Linked DNA regions of Mus musculus: region 1 is linked to region 2. Evidence: chromatin contacts called from public promoter capture Hi-C data. All regions are on one chromosome and are shown on one strand. Each heading gives the region's core, a stretch centred on a gene start, on an enhancer-like site or on the middle of the called end of the contact. The rest is flanking DNA. Distances are from core to core; before and after follow the strand shown. Region 1 holds the start of Uprt (uracil phosphoribosyltransferase). Region 2 holds the start of Ftx (Ftx transcript, Xist regulator (non-protein coding)).

The links. Promoter capture Hi-C pulls out the DNA fragments that hold promoters and counts their contacts.
Region 1: a promoter capture Hi-C map of hippocampal neurons shows a contact between it and region 2, with 4 times the contacts expected there. The contact joins the promoter of Uprt here to the promoter of Ftx in region 2. A contact is called at or near these places in 3 of 39 promoter capture datasets (the 3T3-L1 cell line, erythroid cells and hippocampal neurons) and 1 of 115 datasets of contacts at active chromatin or transcription factors (embryonic forebrain).

What each region holds. Positions count from the first base shown.
Region 1 is chrX:104,479,349-104,484,417 of GRCm38.p6, forward strand. It overlaps Uprt (uracil phosphoribosyltransferase), which reads left to right and starts at 3,455. Exons shown (of 7, transcript NM_001081189.3): 1 at 3,455-4,001. The coding sequence starts at 3,613.
Region 2 is chrX:103,621,228-103,625,792 of GRCm38.p6, forward strand. Ftx (Ftx transcript, Xist regulator (non-protein coding)) reads right to left here and starts at 2,527. Exons shown (of 11, transcript NR_028381.1): 1 at 2,320-2,527.

The DNA of each region.
Region 1 (5,069 bases), core at 2,205-4,704, 860 kb after region 2:
AAATAAAATAAAATAAAATAAAATGGAACAAAACAAAACCAAGGTAAGGAATATACCTAAATGATGGCACAGATATTCATTTAGGAAAAAAAGTATATCATAGTGCCCATTCATTGGCTTTCCTCTTAAATAATATATTTTTATTTATAACAAATTAAAATTATAGTGAAGTGGCTTAAATACTACTGAAATCAAGGCAAAGGAATAAGCAAAGAGTTCAGGAGAGGATTAAGTATTTATTTCTTTTTTAGAGACAGGCTGTCATGTAACTCTAGATCCTCTCATCTCTATCTACCAAGCACTAGGATTACAGAAGTGGACCACTATGGGTCAGCCAGGCATAAGTAGAAATACAAGATTATATCCAGAGTACTTAATTCAGTTACATAATACAAGTGTGTGTGTGTGTGATTAAGTTTCTTAAATTTACTTTTCAATGCTTATTTCTGCATGTATAGCTTACATGACATTGTCAAGTGAATTAATTTCTATCTTCATTTTCTTGTAAAATGAATATAAGAAGATAGATCATAGCCCAAGACATTAGAAAGTTTAAGTAAGATACTTAAAGAAAAGAAAATAGAGTTTTGATTTCTCTCAACTTTACTAATACTCAGTTGTCACTTTAAATTAAACTCCTAAATCTGAATTTTATTAAATGTAAAACAAGAATTATACTGGGCCTAACTGTTTTACCATATCAAATGAGATATGAAAGTGTTCTGAATAGTCACTATACTGTTGCATGTGAAGGACTCCAATGTTCAGAGCTTGAACCTCTCGAAATGTAACAGTCTAAGTTAATGCCTGGACTTCAATCCATCACAGGTAAAAATTTATTCTCATATTATTGGCTTTAGAAAATGTGTTTTCTCTTAAATACATCTTAGCAACAAAGAGAAAATAGACTGATTTAAAACAAACAACAAACTACCCATGATGGAACCATATCAATCACTACAGGGGAATCTTCCAGCTTTTATTTTATACGGCTTTCTACCTAGAGCAGAAATTGATAAACAGGAAAGCCGGGCTGATATGAGATAACGCTCCTGTTGTCATCTATGACAAAGGGTTGGTGCTGAGTAACATTATCCCTGCTTTCCAAAGATCCAGGCTGGCCACCACCATTTCAAAATTTCAAGACATTCACTTATTTTACTTTGTATCTGTTTTGACACCCTGGCAAATAGAAAAGATGAAATCGGTATTTCATTAACTGAATGATTTCATATATCTTTAGGTATGGGTAAAGGTGAGATTTAGACTTGAAAGACGGGTTTCTGTGTTAGCTTTAATCCTTTTGGGATGTACAATCAATCTTGGACAACTATTTGATTTTGATTTTGTATGACAGGGTTCTTACACGAGTATCTGTGTGTATGTGTGTGTGTGTGTGTGTCTATCCCAGACTAACCTTGGTGATCTTCTTTCACAACACCTTGAGTGCTGGGATTATAGGCATATGCTACCATGCCTGGCTTTTTCCCACCTTGACTTTTCAAATAAGAGAATGCTTCATAACTTCTTTATAAATTATAAAACACAACACTAAATGTGTTATTCTGATTAGTCATTAGTAAATTTTTATCTTTTCTGAACCTAAAATATAAACCAGCTAATGCTTATTGGTTAATATAAGAAAGTATACAACCGGGCGTGGTGGCGCATGCCTTTAATCCCAGCACTTGGGAGGCAGAGGCAGGCAGATTTCTGAGTTCGAGGCCAGCCTGGTCTACAAAGTGAGTTCCAGGATAGCCAGGGCTACACAGAAACCCTGTCTCAAAAAAACCAAAACAACAACAACAACAACAACAACAAAACAAACAAAAACAAAAAAAGAAAGTATACGAATACAGAAGACAGACTGACATTTGTGCTGTTTCAATTTATTGTTCTATGGCATTGAAAACAGGGTCACAGGATGATGAAACAATGGACAGTTTTGGAGCTGGGTTATCTTTGGTCATGATACAATACTGGGCTTCATTGGATTCCTCAAGAGTATTCATTGACAAAACAGACATTTGTTCTGGCCTACTTGAAGTTAACAGATACAAGTTTTAAGCCCAGAGACCCTTTAATTTGCATTATGTGTTAAGTGAAAAGACTGTACAACCTTTCGAAAGTGTGGGGATTGTGCAGTGACATTAAAATGTCTACACTATAATGATAAATAGTGATGTATAGACTTGGAAGTAGGACACAAACAAATATTGCTTATTTTAATTATTTTTGAGACTAGAGCTTGCTTTATAACTCAGGCTAGCTTTGAACTCTTGATCCTTCCATGTCAGCCTTCAAAGTGTGGGGATTACAGATGTGTGCCTTCATGTCAAGTTAAAACTCTGCATCGTAACAAGCTCTACAATTTTTCTGATACAATGGACATTTGCAAATTATTATTCTAGACTTTCTTGGTGGGTACCTAAACATTTTTAAAAGCCATCCTTCCAAGTATTGTTTGGGAGAACAAACAGTGTAATGAAAATTATGCCATAGTAACATGTGCAATTCAGTGCCCAACCAGTATCAGTAAGAAAAATTTTAGTGGTCAAGCGTACTTAAGAAATGGCATCTTGCCAGTACAGGGGAATACCAGGGCCAGGAAGCAGGTGTGGGTGGGTTGGGGAGCAGGGCAAGGGGAGGGTATAGGGGACTTTGGGGATAGCATTTGAAATGTAAATGAAGAAAATATCTAATAAAAAAGCCTTAATAAGCCGGGTGTGGTGGCACACGCCTTTAATCCCACTCGGGAGGCAGAGGCAGTCGGATTTCTGAGTTCGAGGCCAACCTGGTCTACAGAGTGAGTTCCAGGACAGCCAGGGCGATACAGAGAAACCCTGTCTCAAAAAACAAAAAACAAAACAAAACAAAACAAAAAAGCCTTAATAAAAATAAAACAATACAGAAAGAAAAAAAAAGCTGTTGTTTGTCATCTTAAATTCAGAAAGCTCAATAAATTCCTTACATTTGTATACACACACACACAAACACACACACACACACACACACACACACACACACACACACACACACACACGAAATGACATCTTGTAGAAGAGTCTAGAAAGGCCAGCCTGCTAGCTGTTCTTACTTTGCTTCTTCTGTTACACAGATAAGCCATTAGCTTGAAGATGCAGCCAACTACCCAAGTATGTTTTCTTTGCCAAGACAGAAAGTTAGAAAACAGTGCCTTACATGTGTAATCCACCCGTATCTTTTCTTGGCTCTACCAAAGTTCTGATTGCAAGAAGTCCTAGGGGTTTTCTGAGGACTCAGCAACCAGGGATATCTCTGGTTTAGCCACCTCTGCCAAGCAACTGTGATAATCTCTCAAGCAGGAAAGACTTAAAAGAGTTAACAAACCAGCATGCTGTAGACTGGCAGAGAGATGGGCCAATAAGGTGTCTAAGCCGGCAGTGCGTCTGGTGTGGGCGGGTATGGGCAAAGCGTGCGAAAGGACCGTAGAGGCCTAGGGGTGAGAGGGCAGCCAGGGTTAGAGATTTGGAGGAGCCAGGGGCCAGGAGGACGCACGTGTCCGCATCCTTTTCTTCTTGCCCTTTATCCCTAGGGTTTGATAGCAGCGGGGATAGCTCGGGGGCCCCGTGTATGGCCTCGGAGTTACAGCGTCCGGACTCCATGCCCTGTCACAATCGGCAAGTAAACTCTACTTCTAGCCCAAGTCCCGAGCATCTGCTAGCCGAGGACCGGGTCCTGGATCATGCAGAGGAAAATAACGCTGCTATGGCTAAGCTGACTCTCCTCCCTGGGCACGCCCATTCTAGCGTGCTTTCGGAGCGGGACTCTCCGGCCTGCTGCAGCACTAATCTTCACTCTGAGAACCACAGTGACAGTAGTGACAGTGGCAACTACGATGCACCTGTCGGCGGCGACTCCCTGCTAGGGGACTGTGAACTCTCCCGACAGATTGGGGCTCAGCTTAAGTTGCTGCCTATGAATGATCAGATCCGGGAGCTTCAGACTATCATCCGGGACAAGTAAGCTTAGAGCGGAAGGGAAAAGGGAGCGGAGGGCTGCAGGGTGAAAGTAAAAAGCTTCTGTTTGCATTTGGCACACTGGTCTTTGGGGATTAGAGCCAGGCCTCTTTCTTTGGCCTGTGAGTAGGGAGGGAGTCAGTGAGACACTTCTGTGGCCCCTTCTTAGTTGCTGCGGTTAACATTGCTTTGTTTAGGAAGGAAACCTTTTAGGTAGCCTTCAGCCTCTTCCGGCCTCTTTGTCTGTCTTAAACATGACCAATCCTCTACTGTGCCAGGCAGGTACACACCCCTATGCCATCTGCTCAGTTCCCGACCACGTGGTAAATGTATAACCCAGGAATGGTTACTGCCTGTGGTTATTAACACCCCGACAGCCCAAGCTCACAAAACTAAAGCAATTTCAAGGGAAATGATGTGCTCCGCCAGCCCTCTGACTCAACAGCATTTGCTCCTGCAGTTTGCCATTTTGTTTACTGATTGGGAGTTCAGCTTTACCTGGTTGCCAGAAAGTTTATGATTCCACTCTTATCAAGACAGTTTTACTGAAAACTTACAGAATGTAGTTAACAGCAAAGGTAACCTAAGAACAAGTTGGATCCTCCTAATCCCACAAATCAGTATAGCAAGAACTTGAAAAGTTAAAATATTTTGGAATATGGATTTTCTTGGATAGCTATGTACCACAGTGAAATATAGCTGCCATCTTTCCTTTTTTTCTTTCTCTTTCTTTTCCCTTCCCTTCCCTTCCCTTCCCTTCCCTTCCCTTCCCTTCCCTTCCCTTCCCTTCCCTTCCCTTCCCTTCTCTTGTCTCTTCTTTTCTTCTTTTTAATCAGACAGGGTTTTCCTAAATTGCTGCTCAAACTTTGGCCTCAAACTCCAAGGCACAAGTCAACCTCCCAAGTAGGTGGAACTACTGGACCTGAGACCATACCTGGCTCCTATTGGCAGCTTTAAATGAGCAGCTACGGCTCATTTAAGACCACTGTATTTCTAGCATGTCTTGACATTTAAAAATGCCCTAAAATAAATACGATTTGGCAACCGTTTCTTCATACTCTTGTAGTGGGC
Region 2 (4,565 bases), core at 1,277-3,776:
TGTCCCTTCAATATAAGGGATAAGGCATGTCTAAGAACACAGAATTATGCAGCAATAAAACCTGGAGAAATACCTTGCCCATCCAATGGGCTATAAAACCTTAGACAAATTAATGTGTTCTCAAAGTTCTCATTTTTAATAAAATGAGTAATAGTTTATCTAGTCCATAGGATTGTGGGGGCTACGAAATAAGTTAATGTTAGCGCATTATGTAAAACCTTTATGCTGGTCTCTTGTGATAGTAAGTACTATAGACCTGTATATGAATTAGTTGATAAACGGGCCCAGAGAATGAAACTGTAACAGCAAAAGATTGGCAGAATAGAAAAGACATTTTAAACTTCTGTACCCTTTCCTATATCTAAATGCTAAATTACTAGTTTTAAGCAATTAACTACTATAGATTTTCACTAGCAATCCTCAAAGGCACAACAGTTCTGCAGCCAAAGAAAAGCAAACAACCAACCTCCAATCTCCCACTTCTACCTCAGACCAAATGATGCAGAAAGTTCCACAGAAGAGAAAGGTGTGTGTGTTTGGGGTGGAGGGGAAGACGTAAGCCCCGGGACACTTTCCTATCACCACTGCCTTTACTTTTCAGGGTAATGACAATGACATGACTCTGCATATCAGAGTTTCAGGAGGTGGTTTGCTCAGATCTTAGGTTTCAACCAATGTAGAAGCACTTAGAAACACAGTGAAATCCTCTGCCCTATGTTCTGTAGGGGAGAAAAACCCAAGGGTTTTTAACGCACTTCGCTGTGGTCACAACGTTCTGCTACTCTGGTGATATGAGTCTGCGGAGAGCCAAGCTCGGCCAGGATCTTTTGCATAGGCTTTGTCTGAATGTGGTTGGACTAGAAGCGCAACATGCTGCGGAAGCAATCTTTCGCAGCCTCACTATTGCCTCTGTATTTTAAAATCCCATTATCAGACTGACCAGGGAGAGACTAAGATTCTGGAATGATTTTTTCTTTTCCAGTGGGTTTGGTCACACCCTCCACTCAGACTAATCTCTTCAACAACTAGAATGGTAGAACTGCCTCTCTAAGTGTACTCCCAGACTAAAATGGCGATTTGAGCGAAGGACAACTTACCGAACCCCTCGCTATTTCGCAATCATAATTACCAGAACGTTCCGCGTCTCCCTCCCTCCCTCCCAGCCAAGCCACTGGCAACACGCACGCGCAGTTCTCGATACCTAGTGTTAAACGGCCAACATGCTCCCTCTTACGCATGCGCACTTTCATTCCCGCGCAGAGGCCTTCTGCTTGCAGTGAGCATGCGTGATTTCACCTTCTCTCCTCTCTGCCCCACCCTCGCCTAAGGGGCCACGATCTCCCGTGCCAGCAGAGTCCTACCCATCATGTCACGCTTTCTCAAGGGTACTTGAGCGCCACCACCTGGTGATATGGTTCCTCTTTTGGCATCCACGCAAAGCGCGCCTATCTTTACTATTCTCCCTTCTCGTGTATGATTATATATATAATATATATACGTATATGTGTATATATATATATTATATATATTATATATATAATCTCTGTGGCCACTGCGTTCTGCTACTCTGGTGAGATAACTCTGTGAAGAATATATATACATATATGCGCATATATATGTATATATATTCATGCCGGGTGCATCTGCACGTGTTTCTCGCCAAAGTTATGCCCCAGTGTCTAAACCATATCATTAACAACAATCCTTAACAGGATTAACTGTGATAAACTAAGTTACACATGGAATTAAAAAAACGTCGTAGGCGATAAAGCATATCCCAAACCCAGATGGAATCCGTCAGCAGCCTAAGGGAGAGGCTACTTGGTAGACGGATTCCTTAATACAGTTAAAAACCCTCCAACCTAAAACCACTGAATCAGAGTCCGGCGTGGTGATTTACGCCTGTAATCCCAGTTTAAGCAGGAGAACGGCCGCGAGTTCGAGGCCTGCTGCTGTCAGTCTCAAACTACATTCACTCACCCCCAAGGAAAACAAAAAGCGGATGAAGCCTAATCCTAAAGACTCATCCATTTGATTCACCCTTAACAAATGAAGAACTCGAAAGTTTTTTTTGTTTTGTTTTAAATAGATGTCAAACAAAACAGTGATGCTCAGGTGCCTTAAACCTGCTTAGAGAAGTCTAAAAATCTTTCATAATATTAAGTAATGCGCAACATCCTTTTGGAGGGCTGGGGATTCGTACTGGCCTCCAGTTCTCCCTCCCCTCAAAGGAGAAAATGCACAAATTAAGGATCTCCCTGACACAAGTTCCCTCCTCCGCCCTCCATGTTACATTTTCGTCCTTCGTCGTTCCTTTACCTCCTGCTGAAGCGAGTGTCGCAGTTAAAATTCTTACGGCAGGCAGTGCCTAGAGGGTGGAGGGAGCGGCGGCATAGAGAGCCGTGCCTGGGTGGCAGCAGCGATGACTTAACGGCGATGAACACCAGGTACGAAACCTGCTATACTTGCGGCCGCGGCGCGGATGCCACGAACCCACAGCCTCTCCAGGAGCGCTGCGCTGTGCTGCAACGCATGCGCCGCGCTCCTCCCTCTCCTCAGAGCGCCCCTCTACAACTTACAGCAGCCCACTGAGTCCAGTACTCAGGTCCCTAGCCCACACTTCTTTTCCTACCTCTGCTCATACCGGCGTCCACCACCCATCCTTTCCTCAGCCCCTTTTCTAATCAATAAGTCCCCATCCTTTTTAATTTACCATCACATCTCACTACTGTTATTATTCCCTTTCTGGCTCACCCTACAATTCTTGACCTTCTCTGCTTCTCTGGAGCTCTGCTAGGCCCCCTCATATTTCCTGATGTACCCAATATTCCAAGTGTTTCGAAAACAAACAAACTAACAAACCAACCAACCAACCACTGGCATGGTGATAAGTGCCTGTAATTCCAGCGATTTATAGACAACCTCACCTCCATGACAAATTCTAGGTCAGCTTGGACCACAAAAGATCCTGAAGGAAAAAAAAATAGCCTCCACCGATCCGGGGGGTTGGGGGAATGGAAATATACGTATGTAGATTTAATTGTGGGCCCAAGTTACAAAGCCTGAAGAAAAAGTCTTTTTCTAATACCTGGAACCAGAACTCTTGGGGCAGGCTATTTTCACTCTCAGCATGTTGTTTCCTGTGGAGAATCTTGAGTTTTAAGGGTCTCCTTAAGATCCACTCCCCCTTCTTATTCAGCCCTGGATCTTGAGAGATCATCCGACTGGCTCCTGCCTGTCTATCTATCATTGCATTGAATTGTGAATTTTCATGTAGAGCATCAAAGCACCAGAACCATACAAGTAAAAAAGAGTGGGGGAGGGGAGGAGGAAGACAAAGAAGAAAAAAGGAGGAGGAAGAAGGGAAGGAGGTCGAGGAGGAGGAGGAGGAGGAGAAAAGGAAAAGCAGTCCCATGCCTGCATCTGAAACAATATCATGAGCAGAATAGAAGTAGAAGGCAGGGCCATTGGATATATTGCGACACCTAATGGACATATAGGTAACATGCATAAAAAACCCCTCTGATGTTTCAGCTTTAGTAAGACATCCCCACTTTGACAATTCCCTCCCTGGTTTCTGAAAGAGCTTTTTCTTTGAGGGGGAAGGGAGTGTGATGGAAAAGCTCTTTTCAGCCCAATTTGAGCAATGAAAGAAGCCTTTAAGCTAAGTTTACCTGGAGTTCACTACAAAAGTGTTAGCTCACATCTCGAACAAAGTTGTACTCATGCAGAATTAACAGGCTGTACTTACAAGCTCCAAACTAGGTCTGGAGAGATGGCTCAGACGTCAAAAGCACTGACTGCTCTTCCAGAGGTCCTGAGTTCAATTCCCAGCAACCACTTGGTGACTCACAACCATCTGTAAAGGACTCTGATGCATTCTTCTGGTGTGTGTCTGAAGACAGTTCAGTGTACTTATATAAGTAAAAGTAAATAGATCTTTAAAAACAAAAAACAAAATAAAGTTCAAACAATTTTTCTTGTAAAACAAGCTTAGTTCCATCTGAAGATTCCATGTAAGAGAGTTTTTCTTGATTGCCACCAGGGGAAACAACATATTTGTTCATCTGACAAACTGTAAACATAAATAGAAATGTTAGAAATCATCTCTAAATTTCCAAGATATCTCTTTCCTAGAATTTAATTTCTCTGATATTTTTAATTATAAGAGATAGGAACAATTGTAGTTTAGGGTTTGAGGATGTGGCTCAGTTGGGAGAGTATTTTCCTGGACATAGCTCTGGCTTCAGATGCCCAGTACTACTTAAACACACCTGTAATGTCAGCATTCAAGAAATAGAGAGAATGATCAAATACAAGGTCATCTTCAGCTACATAGAAAGTTCAAGGCAAACCTGGGATATATAACACCCTGACCATAGAAAGACAGAGAAACAGAGACAGAGAGAGACAGAGAGAGAGAGAGAGACTGGAGAGATGGCTCAGCACTTAAGAGTACTGATTGCTCTTCCAGAGGTCCTGAGTTCAATTTCCAGCAACCACATGGTGGCTCACAACCCCATCTGTAATGAGATCTGACACCCTCTACTAGTGTGTCTGAAGAC